Linked DNA regions of Mus musculus: all the other regions are linked to region 3. The links are chromatin contacts, called in public promoter capture Hi-C maps. All regions are on one chromosome and are shown on one strand. The core of a region is the stretch at or near the end of the contact, and the rest is flanking DNA. Distances in the headings are between cores, read along the strand shown.

The links. Capture Hi-C pulls out chosen DNA fragments and counts their contacts.
Region 1: a promoter capture Hi-C map of adipose tissue shows a contact between it and region 3. The contact joins the promoter of 1810019N24Rik here to the promoter of Zscan18 in region 3. A contact is called at or near these places in 3 of 484 Hi-C or Micro-C datasets (CD8 T cells and cortical neurons), 1 of 115 datasets of contacts at active chromatin or transcription factors (epiblast stem cells) and 2 of 9 other capture datasets (adipose tissue and pancreatic islet).
Region 2: a promoter capture Hi-C map of liver shows a contact between it and region 3. The contact joins the promoter of Slc27a5 here to the promoter of Zscan18 in region 3. A contact is called at or near these places in 3 of 39 promoter capture datasets (cranial neural crest, frontonasal cranial neural crest and pre-B cells), 2 of 484 Hi-C or Micro-C datasets (Sertoli cells and nephron progenitors), 2 of 115 datasets of contacts at active chromatin or transcription factors (embryonic stem cells and epiblast stem cells) and 3 of 9 other capture datasets (adipose tissue, liver and pancreatic islet).
Region 4: a promoter capture Hi-C map of adipose tissue shows a contact between it and region 3. The contact joins the promoter of Chmp2a here to the promoter of Zscan18 in region 3. A contact is called at or near these places in 5 of 39 promoter capture datasets (cranial neural crest, embryonic stem cells, frontonasal cranial neural crest and 2 more), 1 of 484 Hi-C or Micro-C datasets (forebrain), 6 of 115 datasets of contacts at active chromatin or transcription factors (bone marrow-derived macrophages, embryonic stem cells, epiblast stem cells and 1 more) and 2 of 9 other capture datasets (adipose tissue and liver).

What each region holds. Positions count from the first base shown.
Region 1 is chr7:12,960,259-12,963,425 of GRCm38.p6, reverse strand. It overlaps 1810019N24Rik (RIKEN cDNA 1810019N24 gene), which reads left to right and starts at 1,609. Exons shown (of 2, transcript NR_166501.1): 1 at 1,609-1,737. Gm29638 (a long non-coding RNA gene) reads right to left here. Exons shown (of 2, transcript XR_391162.4): 2 at 1,539-1,939.
Region 2 is chr7:12,996,446-12,999,647 of GRCm38.p6, reverse strand. It overlaps Slc27a5 (solute carrier family 27 (fatty acid transporter), member 5), which reads left to right and starts at 1,456. Exons shown (of 10, transcript NM_009512.2): 1 at 1,456-2,270. The coding sequence starts at 1,586.
Region 3 is chr7:12,779,221-12,782,366 of GRCm38.p6, reverse strand. It overlaps Zscan18 (zinc finger and SCAN domain containing 18), which reads left to right and starts at 1,695. Exons shown (of 7, transcript NM_001017955.3): 1 at 1,695-1,795.
Region 4 is chr7:13,033,522-13,036,784 of GRCm38.p6, reverse strand. Chmp2a (charged multivesicular body protein 2A) reads left to right here and starts at 2,008. Exons shown (of 6, transcript NM_026885.3): 1 at 2,008-2,150; 2 at 2,743-2,956. The coding sequence starts at 2,789. Ube2m (ubiquitin-conjugating enzyme E2M) reads left to right here. Exons shown (of 6, transcript NM_145578.3): 2 at 125-219; 3 at 313-351; 4 at 470-573; 5 at 880-943; 6 at 1,031-1,665. The coding sequence ends at 1,171.

The DNA of each region.
Region 1 (3,167 bases), core at 360-2,859, 180 kb before region 3:
AGGAAGGAAGGAAGGGCGAGAGAGAGAGAGAGAGAAAGACAGACAGACAGACAGACAGACAGACAGACAGACAGAAAGAAAGAAAGAAAGAAAGAAAGAAAGAAAGAAAGAAAGAAAGCCAAGAGAGATGATCTCCACAAGCTACCACAGGGTCAGTAAAGTGTATCTGAAAGTTACAACGTTTCCTTTTCTCTCTCCCCCCCCCCTAGTCTATTTTCTTTTGGATGCCTGCCTAGTATGTTTTTTCTGGTACCTTGGACTTTCTTATTTTCTGAAACTTCTCTCCCTGCTATATCATCTCTCAAAAGGAAGGTTACGAGGCTAGGAAGATGGTTCAGTGGGTTAAGAGCGCTTGCGTGTACGTATACAGACCTGAGTTTAAACCCTCAGTACCCTTGCTGGTGAGATTGCTACCAAGCCCAGTGATCAGAGCTCAGTACCTGGGACTGGCTACTGTGGTTGTCCTTTGACCTCCACATAAATCTCATGGCAGGCACATACAAATAAATGTAAAATTAATATTATTTTTCTCAGGCATGGTGGCTCATGCCTTCATGCCTTTAACCCCATTACTCAGAAGACAGGGTCAGGTAGATAGATCTCTGTGAGTTCTAAGCTATCCTGGTATACACAGTCAGTATCAAGCCACCCAGAAAATTCACCACCAGACTACAAATCACAGCAGCTTCTAAGTGAGCTCAGAATCCCCAGGAGTCTCATCGAGGCCTGGGTGCTCAAGTCAAGGGGGAGTTCAGACTCAGTAAGTGGCAGAGGAGCCCCGCGGGTGAAATTGAAGTACTAGTAAGCTCTTCAAATATGCTAATAACTTTGGGTCAGAATCCGCTAAATTAGAAGGGCACTCCATGTCATTAAAGAAAGGATCTCACCGAACAGTGGTGACGCATGCCTTTAATCCCAGCACTCGGGAGGCAGAGGCAGGCGGATTTCTGAGTTCGAGGCCAAACTGGTCTACATAGTGAGTTCCAGGACAGCCAGGGCTATACAGAGAAACCCTGTCTCGAAAAACAAAAACAAAAACAACAACAACAACAAAAAAAAAACAAAAAAAAAAAAAACAACCAACCAAACAAACAAAGAAAAAGGATCTCAGGGCACTGGTACTTGCGGGGAATCTCTAAAAGGAGAGTCCTAAACGGAAGTTAATTTATATCCATGCCATATTTTTTGTTTGTTTGTTTCGGTTTTGTTTTTCCTCAATACAGTTTCTCTGTGTAGCCCTGGCTGTTCTGGAACTTGCTTTGTGAACCAGGCTGGCCTCGAACTCACCGAGATTAAAGGTGTATGACACCTCTGCCTAGCTCCATTCTCTACGTTCTCTACAATGCCGCTAAGTCAATGCCACGGAGAACAAAAGCTCGCTCCTCGCTCACCAGATGCCGGGTGGAAACTACATTTACCACAAGACTGTGAGGCTCTCTAGACTCTGAGCCAATCACAACCCAGATGAAAAGCTTTTTCTCAAAAAAAAAAAAAAAAAAAAAAAAAAAAAAAAAAAAAAAGCTTTTTCTCAGGCTGTGTGCGCAACGGAGTCGTGACTTTATTTTGCTCGCCAAATGGGTGGGATCTATAAGCCGAGTCCTTTCACTTAGTACACGCCTCCTTGGGACCGGAGAGGAAGGGTAATGGGGAGGACGGCACTTGTAGCCGATGCTTTCCATTTCCTAGTCCTTGCAGGCTTGAAGTCCCTGGGCATTGAGTCTCCGAGCGAGCGAGACGGTAGGCTCATATTCACGTCCTCTGGTGTTTTGCCTTGCTACTGGGAATCGTAGATTCACGTCAGTTTTAAGGTCCCAACGCCCCCACTACGCGTAATGCCGAGGGTTTCCCACTTCTGGAAAACAGTATAGAAAGCCGTTGGATGAATAGGGACTCCGTGTGCAACTGCTTGGAAGTGAGGCTGAGCTGGAGTGTTCAGGATCTGTTAGGGAGAGACCGGGTAGAGTGGTAATCTAAGAGAGATAGAGGGAGCCCCGGGAGTCTGGAAGGGTTGAAGCACCCTAAGCTTCCTCTGGCTGCCCAGGGGCAATGAGATGCTCGGGGTGAACTGGAAGAAGGAAGGGAGACTCATAAGGAGACTCTACCTTAAGTGTCAAACTTGTGGTTACTGAAGACATACTCCATGAGCACTTTTCTAATTATCTTTCTTATTTCCACATCATAAAATCTGGCTAGTTTAACAACAGATGCAAAGTTATATTGCTCCGACCTCCAAGTTCACAGTTTCAGTCAAGCTACAACCATCACTTATTCTTTTCTCCTTTCTCTCTCTCTCTCCCTCCCTCCCTCTTTATTCTTTCTCCCCTCCCTTCCTCTTCCCTTCTCCTCCCCCTAACCACCCCCCCTCCTGTGTGTCTCTTGCTTTCACTGTCTCAGTATTGTGATTACAGGCACACATCTACACATTTGGACTCCTCACACATCTGCAGTCACATGCATGTACACACATAGACCTCCTCAGAGATACATAAATAAACATTTTTTTTTAAAGGGAAGGGCATCTTTAACATGGTGGATGTTTCGTTGTGGCAGTAGAGGACCAGTTGACTGACCTGTGGTACATGCTATAAAGTCAGAGAAAGGGAGAAGCAACTTCAGGAGAAAGTATATTTGTGTATATATATGTTCAAAAGGTGACTAAGGCCCCTGGGACTGAGGCAAAATGAGATGAAGGTAGATTGCTGGTAAGGTCAAAACTTGTAGATGACTTTTTCTTTAAAAGAATTATTTATGTATAAGAGTACACTGTAGCCCTGGAGAGATGGCTCAGCAGTTAAGAGCACTGACTGCTCTTCCAAAGGTCCTGAGTTCAAACCCCAGCAATCACATAGTGGCTCACAACCATCCGTAATGAAATCTGATGCCCTCTTCTGGTGTGTCTGAGACAGCTACAGTGTACTGTATATATAATATAATATATAATAATAATAAATAAATCTTTGGGCTGGAGCAAGCAAGGCCAGAGTGAGCAGAGGTCCTGAGTTCAATTCCCAGCAACCACATGATGGCTCACAACTATCTGTACAGCTACAGTGTACTCATACACATAAAATAAATAAATAAATCTTAAAAAAAAAAAAAAGAATACACTGTAGCTGTCTTCAGACACACCAGAAGAGGGTATCAGATTCTATTACAGATGGTTGTGA
Region 2 (3,202 bases), core at 207-2,706, 220 kb before region 3:
AAGCTGCCTACCAGCCCAAGCACTGTGTTCTACAACCACATTATTTCACTGTTCTGGTCTCACTATGGTAGTGACAACATGGAATGAATTAAGACTAAGCCAAGAGTAGATGGCAGATGAAGTTTGGCCCATTTCTCTGAATATGAAACACAGAGCAACAATGAAAGGAAACAAACTACAGACACAAACGGACAGACATGCACAAACCGCCATGCCAGGGATAGCCAATACACTGGGGGAGGAGAGAGAAGAGACCAGATGTCCCACCAGCAGGACCCATGCCAGATGCCCTATCAAAGGAGCCCAGGAGGCAGATGAGGTGTCCTTCAGTCCTGTCAGACTCTAAAAGCAGTCCTGCCTCCAGCCTCCTTCAGTGAGTCAGTGGTGTTCTCAACAGAACCAGAAACAGGCTTACCTCTGGAGGTCTTGAACAAATCAGGGGCCGGGGTAGAGTGATTGGATTCCCCGCCTGTGCACACCAACTCAAAACAGAAAACAATTGTTTTGTATCAAGTCACTACTGAGAGGTCAGAGATGCAGAAGAGACTCAGGAGTTGAACTGTGACCTTGAGGCAGAATGTTACAAAACTTTTAATTCTCAAAACAACAGGCATCTATGCCAAGTTACACTTACAGTTTTCTACCAATCAGGATTCAGGGATAAAGGACTTTCTTAGGGACATTTCCCTATGTGGTACATTTATCCTGGCCTCACTGATTTATTTAACTGTGGTGGAGCGACTTACCTAGCATCCAACTTACCAACCAGGATGGCAGTTACCTAAGGGGGTCTTGGACCTTAAACGTTACTTGACCTTTATTCAAAATGCAAGTTTTACTGAAAATGGCTTCACCAAATCTCAATCCACAGGGCTACCAGAAGAGCAGGCTCATAGTGGAAAGCATAAGTATGTTTAAATCCAGATGATAAAGGTGTTCTAAGTATTTACTGAGTTGTCAACTGTCTACCTGACAGGCAGCCTGTTTCCATTCAGAGCAAGGGCTCAGCTTCATAAGTCAGGCAAATAAAACCACAGGCTGAGCTGGGCGAGGTGGCATATTTAATCCCAGCACTCGGGAGGCAGAGGCAGGAGAATTTCTGAGTTCTAGGCCAGCCTGGTCTACAGAGTGAGTTCCAGGACAGCCAGGGCTACACAGAGAAATCCTGTCTCAAAAAAAACAAAAACCAAACCAAAACAAAAACCCCACAGGCTGTGTATCTTATCTGGCTTTTTCACGTGGCTAGAGTCAGGCAGGTCTTATTCTCTCTCTCCCTCATATCCCATACCTAACAGGAGATGGAGACAATGCTGGCCCTGGAGAAGAGGATGGCTGGTGGTGTCCAAGGGGGCGGGGCAGGCCGGGTGATCCGGCTGGGGGCTGGAACTGTAGAATTCCCAGCCAGTAAGAACTAAGTAACAAAAGGACAGAGTCCATGGGTCACATTCAGTTGCTGATAGTACTTGGTCATATTTGGGAAGTGGGTAGACAGATTTCCTTAAAGGCAGGTAGTTAGGGCTTTGGAGCACTCATCAGAGCTAAGAGAGACTACACGCTCTCATCTACTTCAGAAAGAGCCAATGCCATGGGTATTTGGAAGAAACTAACCTTACTGCTGTTGCTGCTTCTGCTGGTTGGCCTGGGGCAGCCCCCATGGCCAGCAGCTATGGCTCTGGCCCTGCGTTGGTTCCTGGGAGACCCCACATGCCTTGTGCTGCTTGGCTTGGCATTGCTGGGCAGACCCTGGATCAGCTCCTGGATGCCCCACTGGCTGAGCCTGGTAGGAGCAGCTCTTACCTTATTCCTATTGCCTCTACAGCCACCCCCAGGGCTACGCTGGCTGCATAAAGATGTGGCTTTCACCTTCAAGATGCTTTTCTATGGCCTAAAGTTCAGGCGACGCCTTAACAAACATCCTCCAGAGACCTTTGTGGATGCTTTAGAGCGGCAAGCACTGGCATGGCCTGACCGGGTGGCCTTGGTGTGTACTGGGTCTGAGGGCTCCTCAATCACAAATAGCCAGCTGGATGCCAGGTCCTGTCAGGCAGCATGGGTCCTGAAAGCAAAGCTGAAGGATGCCGTAATCCAGAACACAAGAGATGCTGCTGCTATCTTAGTTCTCCCGTCCAAGACCATTTCTGCTTTGAGTGTGTTTCTGGGGTTGGCCAAGTTGGGCTGCCCTGTGGCCTGGATCAATCCACACAGCCGAGGGATGCCCTTGCTACACTCTGTACGGAGCTCTGGGGCCAGTGTGCTGATTGTGGATCCAGGTGAGTGCCCTAGAGGCAGAAAGGATAGAAAGGGACAGAAGCAAGGGAAGTCAGACGTTTCTGGAAGCTAGGCAGAGAGCCTTTTGTTGTATCTATTCCCAGTCCATGCAATTAAGGGTCAAAATATAGGTCACCCAGAAAATAATTCTAGGGTTACCACTTGGAGACTTCTCTAAATCTTTCAATTTCATTTAAACAATTAATTTTTTTTTTTTCGAGACAAGGTTTCTCTGTGTAGCCCTGGCTATCCTGGAACTCGGTATGTAGATCAGGATGACCTTGAACCTACAGAGAATGAGCTGCCACTGTCTCCCTATTGCTGGGAATAAAGGTGTGGGCCACTATGTTCAGCTTTATTTGAATAATTTTTTTTTTTTACCAATTATAAGGTTTCTTTTAATTTTATTTTATCTATTTCTTTTTTCTGATCAAGGCTCAATCTTTTTTTTTTTTTTTTTTTTTTTTTGGTTTTTCAAGACAGGGTTTCTCTGTAGCCCTGGCTGTCCTGGAACTCACTTTGTAGACCAGGCTGGCCTCGAACTCAGAAATCCACCTGCCTCTGCCTCCCGAGTGCTGGGATTAAAGGCATGCGCCACCATGCCCGGCTAAGGCTCAATCTTTTAATTCTCCTTTTTATTTTTTAAACTTTCTTTCTTTCTTTTTATTTATTTATTTCGAGACAGGGTTTCTCTGTGTAGCCCTGGCTGTCCTGGAACTCTCTCTGTAGACCAGGCCGGTCTCAAATCACAGAGATCTGCCTGCCTCTGCCTTCGGAGTGCTGGGATTAAAGGTGTGTGCCACCATCACCTGGCATTATAGGGTTCTTTACCTAGGAACAAGAAAGCTTTTCTCCGGGATCTGCTTTTCAGTCTCTGGGTCTCCTTGACTTTGGAAGAAGGTAAAATTTGCCTCTTTTCTCCTCTGATGGCTCC
Region 3 (3,146 bases), core at 446-2,945:
CCTGACCTGTTTGAGTTCCAGTCCTGACTTCCTTTGGTGATGAACAGCAGCATGGAAGTGTAAGCCGAATAAACTCTTTCCTCCCCAACTTGCTTCTTGGTCATGCTGTTTGTGCAGGAATAGAAACCCTGACTAAGACACAGAGGTAGGCAGATCTCTGTGAGTCTGAGGCCAGCCTGGTCTACAGAGTGAGTTTCAGGACAGCGAGGGCTACACAGAGAAACCCTGGCTCAAACAAACAAACAAACAAACAAACAACAACAAAAAATTGAAAATGGGTGAAACAAATCAATAGATCCTTAAGAGGATACATAGATGGCAAATAACCATGAAAATACGTTCAACATTATTGGCCATTAGGGAAATGGAACTAAACTACAATATGATAAGTATACTCAGGACAGCCAAAAGACTGATAACCACCCAAACTGGCAAGACTGTGGAAAAATGGACTCATACATACACTGGTGGTTAAGTGTAAAACGGCACAGCTCTAGAAAAGGGCATGGCAGTTTTCCATTGGTTTAGTTTTTCACATTAAGCTCATGCTTACTATATGACATAGCAACTGTGTCGTGAGTAATGTTCACACAAAAACGTGAACATGAATTTTCATAGCATTTATTAAATATCAAAAAATTGGAAGCAAGCCTACAGCCTAACTGGTGAATGTTTAAACTTGTATATTACTAAACTTTAAGCAGTAACAAGGAACAAACTCACACATACTAATGGATTCCAAAGGAATTACATACAGCGAAAGACATCTCAAAAGGCACTGTACTATAAGATTATATTTATATGAAATCCATAGGAACGAATCTGCACTGGGGGCCCACACAACAGAGGTCAGAGGTGGTGGTGATGTGATTGTTAAAAAGGAGTAGTGAAACCATCTTGATCGTGGTATTAGTTAAAATTATCAGAACAGAATAAAGTGTTTTTTGTGTGTGTAAATAAGGAATAAAAACGTTTTCGGTGGTAAGCAGTTCAGCTACACATTTTAAAAACCATGTCAGACGAACAAACTGGCTTTCAGAAGCTCTGCTGTGGAAAGCAGCTTCCTTCCCATCTCTGCAGGAGCAGCCTCCTCTTCTTCCTTTTTGTCTTGTTGCTCAATCAAATCTACCAAAAATCTGGTGAGGTGTTTGAATTCAGTTTACTCTCTGAAACCTTAACTGTTTTCAGCCAGTCTGTTCAGTGCCTTCCTCCCAGTCTCTCCCTCTCTGAAGCCTTGCCTCAGGGTTGTGGGGTTTTTAGCTCTGTCTGCCCACAGTAGGTCTGCGCACTTGTTTCTTGACTGTTCATGGTCTTGAGTCTTCATTTGTGCAGGATCCCCATTTTAAGTCTCCATCTCCTCAGTTTCTCTGTCTCATCTCTGGACTTGTAGACTAGATCTTTACTGTCTTTGGGTCTCAAGGTGCCTGAGAGTTTTTGTTTCTTAAGCCTGTGTATTTCAGTCTTTGTCTCCGCCTCTCAGGTTCTGGTGGTCCTAGGTTCCTTTTTGGGGGTGGGTGGGGGTGGGGGGGGTGGGAATGTACGATTGTTTACTCCGTTGCCATGGCATCGGAAGTGACGCGGGCGCACGTGGAGGCGAAGCGGAGACAGCCTTTTCTGATTGACTGGCGGTGCGGTCACAGCAGCTTCGCCCCGCCCAGGTCTGGCGAACGGCCCCGCGGCACGCTGGGGGTCGCAGTTTACGGCGCTGCAGGCCGCGCACGCGTATTGCAGCGGGCCGCCATCGGCGCTCGGTGTTCGAGACTGCGCAAGTGAGAGGGGCATCGCTGCGCAGCAGGTGGGTCGGGCCGCCTGGCAGCCTTCTACGCGGGGCCGTAGGTGTTTGGCTGGTGTACAGGGTCGGGCGGAGGGATGGACCTGCCTAGTGTGGGTTGAGCCAGGAGCAGAGACCCTGGGGAGGGGGGGTGTCCCACCGTGGCAGTGTCGCCGCAGGTGCTATGCCGCGGAGGGGAGCTAAAAGCTCTTGCGTGGGGATGTGGCCTTGGGATGTGGCCTTGGCTGCGTTTGAATTTGAGGCTGAGAGAGCAGGACTGAGCAGGCTTTTGGGTGGGGGTGTGGCCCAAGAGCGCTGTAGGCGACTGTAGCAATGCCAGCGTGTAGAGCGGGCACCGTGTGAGTGAGGCGTGGGATGAGGCAGGATTGGGGGTGTGGCTCTAACGTGTGGAGTGGGAAGTACCACGTGTTCCCGGGATTGTGGCTCGGTAACGCAGTACGTTAGTATTGTGTCGGAAAGAGGTATCTGGAGGACAGGTGGGATGTGCGAGGGTCTTGGGTTGTGGTTTCCAGGTGTGCAACGGACAGGGGGCGAGGTTAAGAGATCCTGACTGGGTGAAGGCCCAGTGCTACTGCTTCTTAGATGCAGTTTGGGGTAGAGTCCACCGGACCCTTCAGGGTGGGAGAATGCTGCTGAGGAAGAGAGGAGGGCATTAGGTGAAGGTGGGTGCAGGGTTTGGTAGGGATGGGAAGTCCACAGAGGGGAAAGATGAGCGTATAAAGGCCAAGGAGGGTTTGGGGACCCCTGTCTTTGTGTCCTGGAGAGGCAGGGTTGAGGGTATCCGTAGATCCATGGGGGTGGGAGAGTAGGAAAGTGGGGGAGGTTTCTAGGAGAGATTCCACTGGACTGAGGGGTAACACGGGGCTTTAGAATGCAGGGGTCCATTCTGTTATGGGGGTAGAGAACACTTTTGGGCTTCTGTGTAGGGACCCCTTTCACGGAAGAGGCGTGAAAATGGTGTTTTAGGTGCTGTCCTGACCGAGAGGGCTTGGAGAGGAGCAAAGGACATTAGTTTTCCCAGTACTACTCTATGAGGGGCAGGTAAGAGGTGTTGTGGACCACTGCGGGCTGGCTTTCCAAGGTCGTAGAAGTCCTTCCTACTGTTTGTGCAGAGTTGGTTAGTGTTGTCCCATTTCCTTGCCTTTTCTTTTTTCCTCCTCCACTGCTTCCATGCTCAGCCCTCCCCTCCCTTATGTTGCTTTGTATCTCAGCCAGCCTCTCAGAGTCCACAGTGAATGTTACAAGATCTTCCTTCCACATTCTGGCAGTATCCTGTGGAGGTTTTCTCTCCTGCTCTGGAGCCAGAATAAGGCCCAATATCGAAGTGAGCCTTTGTTTATCTTGATGTTTGGGT
Region 4 (3,263 bases), core at 759-3,258, 250 kb before region 3:
GAGTTAAAGTACACCACACAAAGCTCTTCAGGTCTAGAAAGCGAACTTATGGGTTCTGCTGACACATGCCCAGACCTCCTTTCTTTTACCTGTTTCTCTCCCTTTCCATGCTGTCCAAACCTAGACATTAACGAGCTGAACCTGCCCAAGACGTGTGACATCAGCTTCTCAGACCCAGACGACCTCCTCAACTTCAAGCTGGTGATCTGTCCTGATGAAGTAAGAGTAAAACAGGGCAGGATTCCCAAGAACAGACCAGGGGTGGCCCCATAAGAGTAGGGTCTTCATTCACTCTCCCCCTTCCTCTTCCAGGGCTTCTACAAAAGTGGCAAGTTTGTATTCAGCTTTAAGGTGAGTCTCAAGTGTACAAAGGTAGCTCTGTGGAGAAGACTGGGTACAACCAAAACACCTTCCCATCTCCTTTCTCTTTTTACACCTTCCCATCTCCTTTCTCTTTTTCTGGAGCCAGGTGGGACAGGGTTACCCACATGACCCTCCCAAGGTGAAGTGTGAAACAATGGTTTATCATCCCAACATTGACCTCGAGGGCAACGTCTGCCTCAACATCCTCAGGTGAGGGCACTGCCTTCCTTTCCCTCCCAAGACCTGCCTTCCAGGTATCCTCAGCCTTCTGTGGACACTGCATCTATCTCTGTCCTTCCCTCCCCTTTATGGTCAATCTGTTTCTGTCTTAGTTGTTTTTCTAATGACCTGACCTTGGCTTTCTCTGTGTCCTGCCCTGTCCCGTATCTTCACTCTTAGATCTCACACTTCAATGTTAAAAGGCCTTCTATGGGCCTAACCTGTTCAGTATTAGCAGGGCCTGTAGCAGCCTCCCACTCACCAGCCCCTGATAACCTTGATGCTCTCTGCCCACAGAGAGGACTGGAAGCCAGTCCTTACGATAAACTCCATAATTTATGGCCTGCAGTATCTCTTCTTGGTAAGTAGGGTTAGGCATTTGAAGCTGAGGGTTTGTTGGCCATCTGCCTCTCTCTTGCCTGTTGACTTCCACTTGTACCGGCCACAGGAGCCGAACCCTGAGGACCCACTGAACAAGGAGGCTGCTGAGGTCCTGCAGAACAACCGGCGGCTGTTTGAACAAAATGTGCAGCGCTCCATGAGAGGTGGTTACATCGGGTCCACCTACTTCGAGCGCTGCCTGAAATAGGGTTAGCAATTACCCATCCCTGCCAGGGTTACCGGCCCAGGCATCCCCTGCAAATATTTATTGGGGGCCCGGGTAAGGTGTGTGGGGTAGCCTTGGCCCCTGCCTTGGCCTTGCCTCTCTTCCCTGTCACCTGCCCCTAGTTATTTTTTTTTTGACCACCACGTGATTATGGTCGGTGCTGCCTCCCCCCCGACCTGCTCAGCGATGGGAAATGAATTGGCTTGTTTAGCGCCCCCCCCCTCCCGCTGGGTGCTGTCCAACTCCCCACTCTTGACTGTGGGGTAAGTGGGCAATGGGCCTGGGTCGCTAGGCCCAAGCAACCCACCCCACCACCACTGGAGGTCCCACCAGGCTATTAAAGGGGAATGTTACTGCATGGCCTCTGCCTCTTCCTTCTGTGGGGTGGGAGGTACAAGTGAGGTCCACCAGCGTCTATAATGAAGATAAATGTGGCCGTGGATTGGGTGGGACCACTCACTGGGATGAGGTGCAAGCAATGGAAGAATCGGCTAATTTCAGCTCCTGGACCTTACACCAACATAAGGGAGCCTACAAGTCATTTCCAGGCTTGCCCCTTTATGCCATGTGTGGGCCTAATTTGGTTCGAGCCAAGCACTTGCTAAAATGCCATTTATTAACTGCCCAAAAGTGGGTGGAGTATGGGCCTTCCAGAATGAATAGCCAGTCGAGCTGTGCTCCCGCCATGGGCCTGTGAGGCTGGCTTGGGTGGGACCTGTACCTTCTGCTGAGGTGCGTGGCCCTTTGCGCATGCGCTTCTGTGGCTGGCTGTGCGCGTGCGTCCTAGCACTTCCCAGCATTCCCGGAGAGGGTGGGTCGTGTGACGTCAGGTCGCTTAATCCGGAAACGGCGGCCGCAGCAGGGGCTACCGAACCGAGGGGTTGTCGTTGGTGGAGTCTCAAGGCTTCGGAGGGGTAGAGGCGTGACCCGGAAGCGGAAACCCATCGTTCTCTCGGCTCCGGTGAGTGGTCTCTGCTGAGCCGCAGGTCCCGTTTGGTAGGCAGCGTAGGAGGGGGCTTTGGGCCGAGGCATCGGATGCCGCGCGGTCCGCCTGTCCCTACCCACATCGAGGTCTTCACCTCTTCCTGCCCTCGGTACGCAGGCTCAACATCTCCAAGACCTGTTCAGTGTCTGTCACGTCCTGAGCCTGAGAACGTCACTCCTACGCCCGCGAGCCTGGTTTCCTTGGCATTCATGCCCATTACCCCACCTTAGGGCCCAACTTCACATTTCAGAACCTACTCCATTCTATCCTCCCTTGTCGAGGGGCCTCACAACTACCCCCTCCTCAGTACTCAATCACCTTGATGTGCCTACTCAGGTCTGGGTCCCTGGAACAGTTCAGAACCACACCCTTAAGTCAGAAACAGGCTTGCCCCATCGTCTGTGGAAGCAGAGCAGAGAGTAGAGTGGGTGTGCTTGAGTCAGAAATGTATAACTAGTTCTCACCGGCTAATCCTTTTTGACTACTCAAGCGTACCTCCAGTTTCTACACCCTATCTACTTATGTGACCCTTTCTGTCTTTTGCTGCCCTGGGCCCTGCACTCTACAGCTAGTTCTGACGGTTGTCCCAGACCTGCTGGTGGAGTCTTACCACCATGGACCTGTTGTTTGGGCGCCGGAAGACGCCAGAGGAACTACTTCGGCAAAACCAGAGGGCCCTGAACCGAGCCATGAGAGAACTGGACAGGGAACGACAGAAACTAGAAACCCAGGAAAAGAAAATCATTGCGGACATCAAAAAGATGGCAAAGCAAGGCCAGATGGTAAGTGTCAAGTGATATGGGACACGAAGCAAGGTGCCGTCTCAGTCATTGTTTTAAGGATAACAGTGAAACAGTGCTTTGAGCAAACTATCATGAAGGGTTAACAGTAATTTCCCAATTTGGGGTGTCAGGGAGGACCTCTTCACAGATAGTACAAGTGAGCTTCCAGAAAGCTAGCCATCACGACAGCCAAATGTTGCCAAGTCAAGTAGCAAACTGGGAGACCAAGAGAGCTAAGGAGTAGAGGTGGACCAGACACACAGAAATGTAGGTTGCAGTGTGAGCTGTGATGAATAGGCAAGAGTTA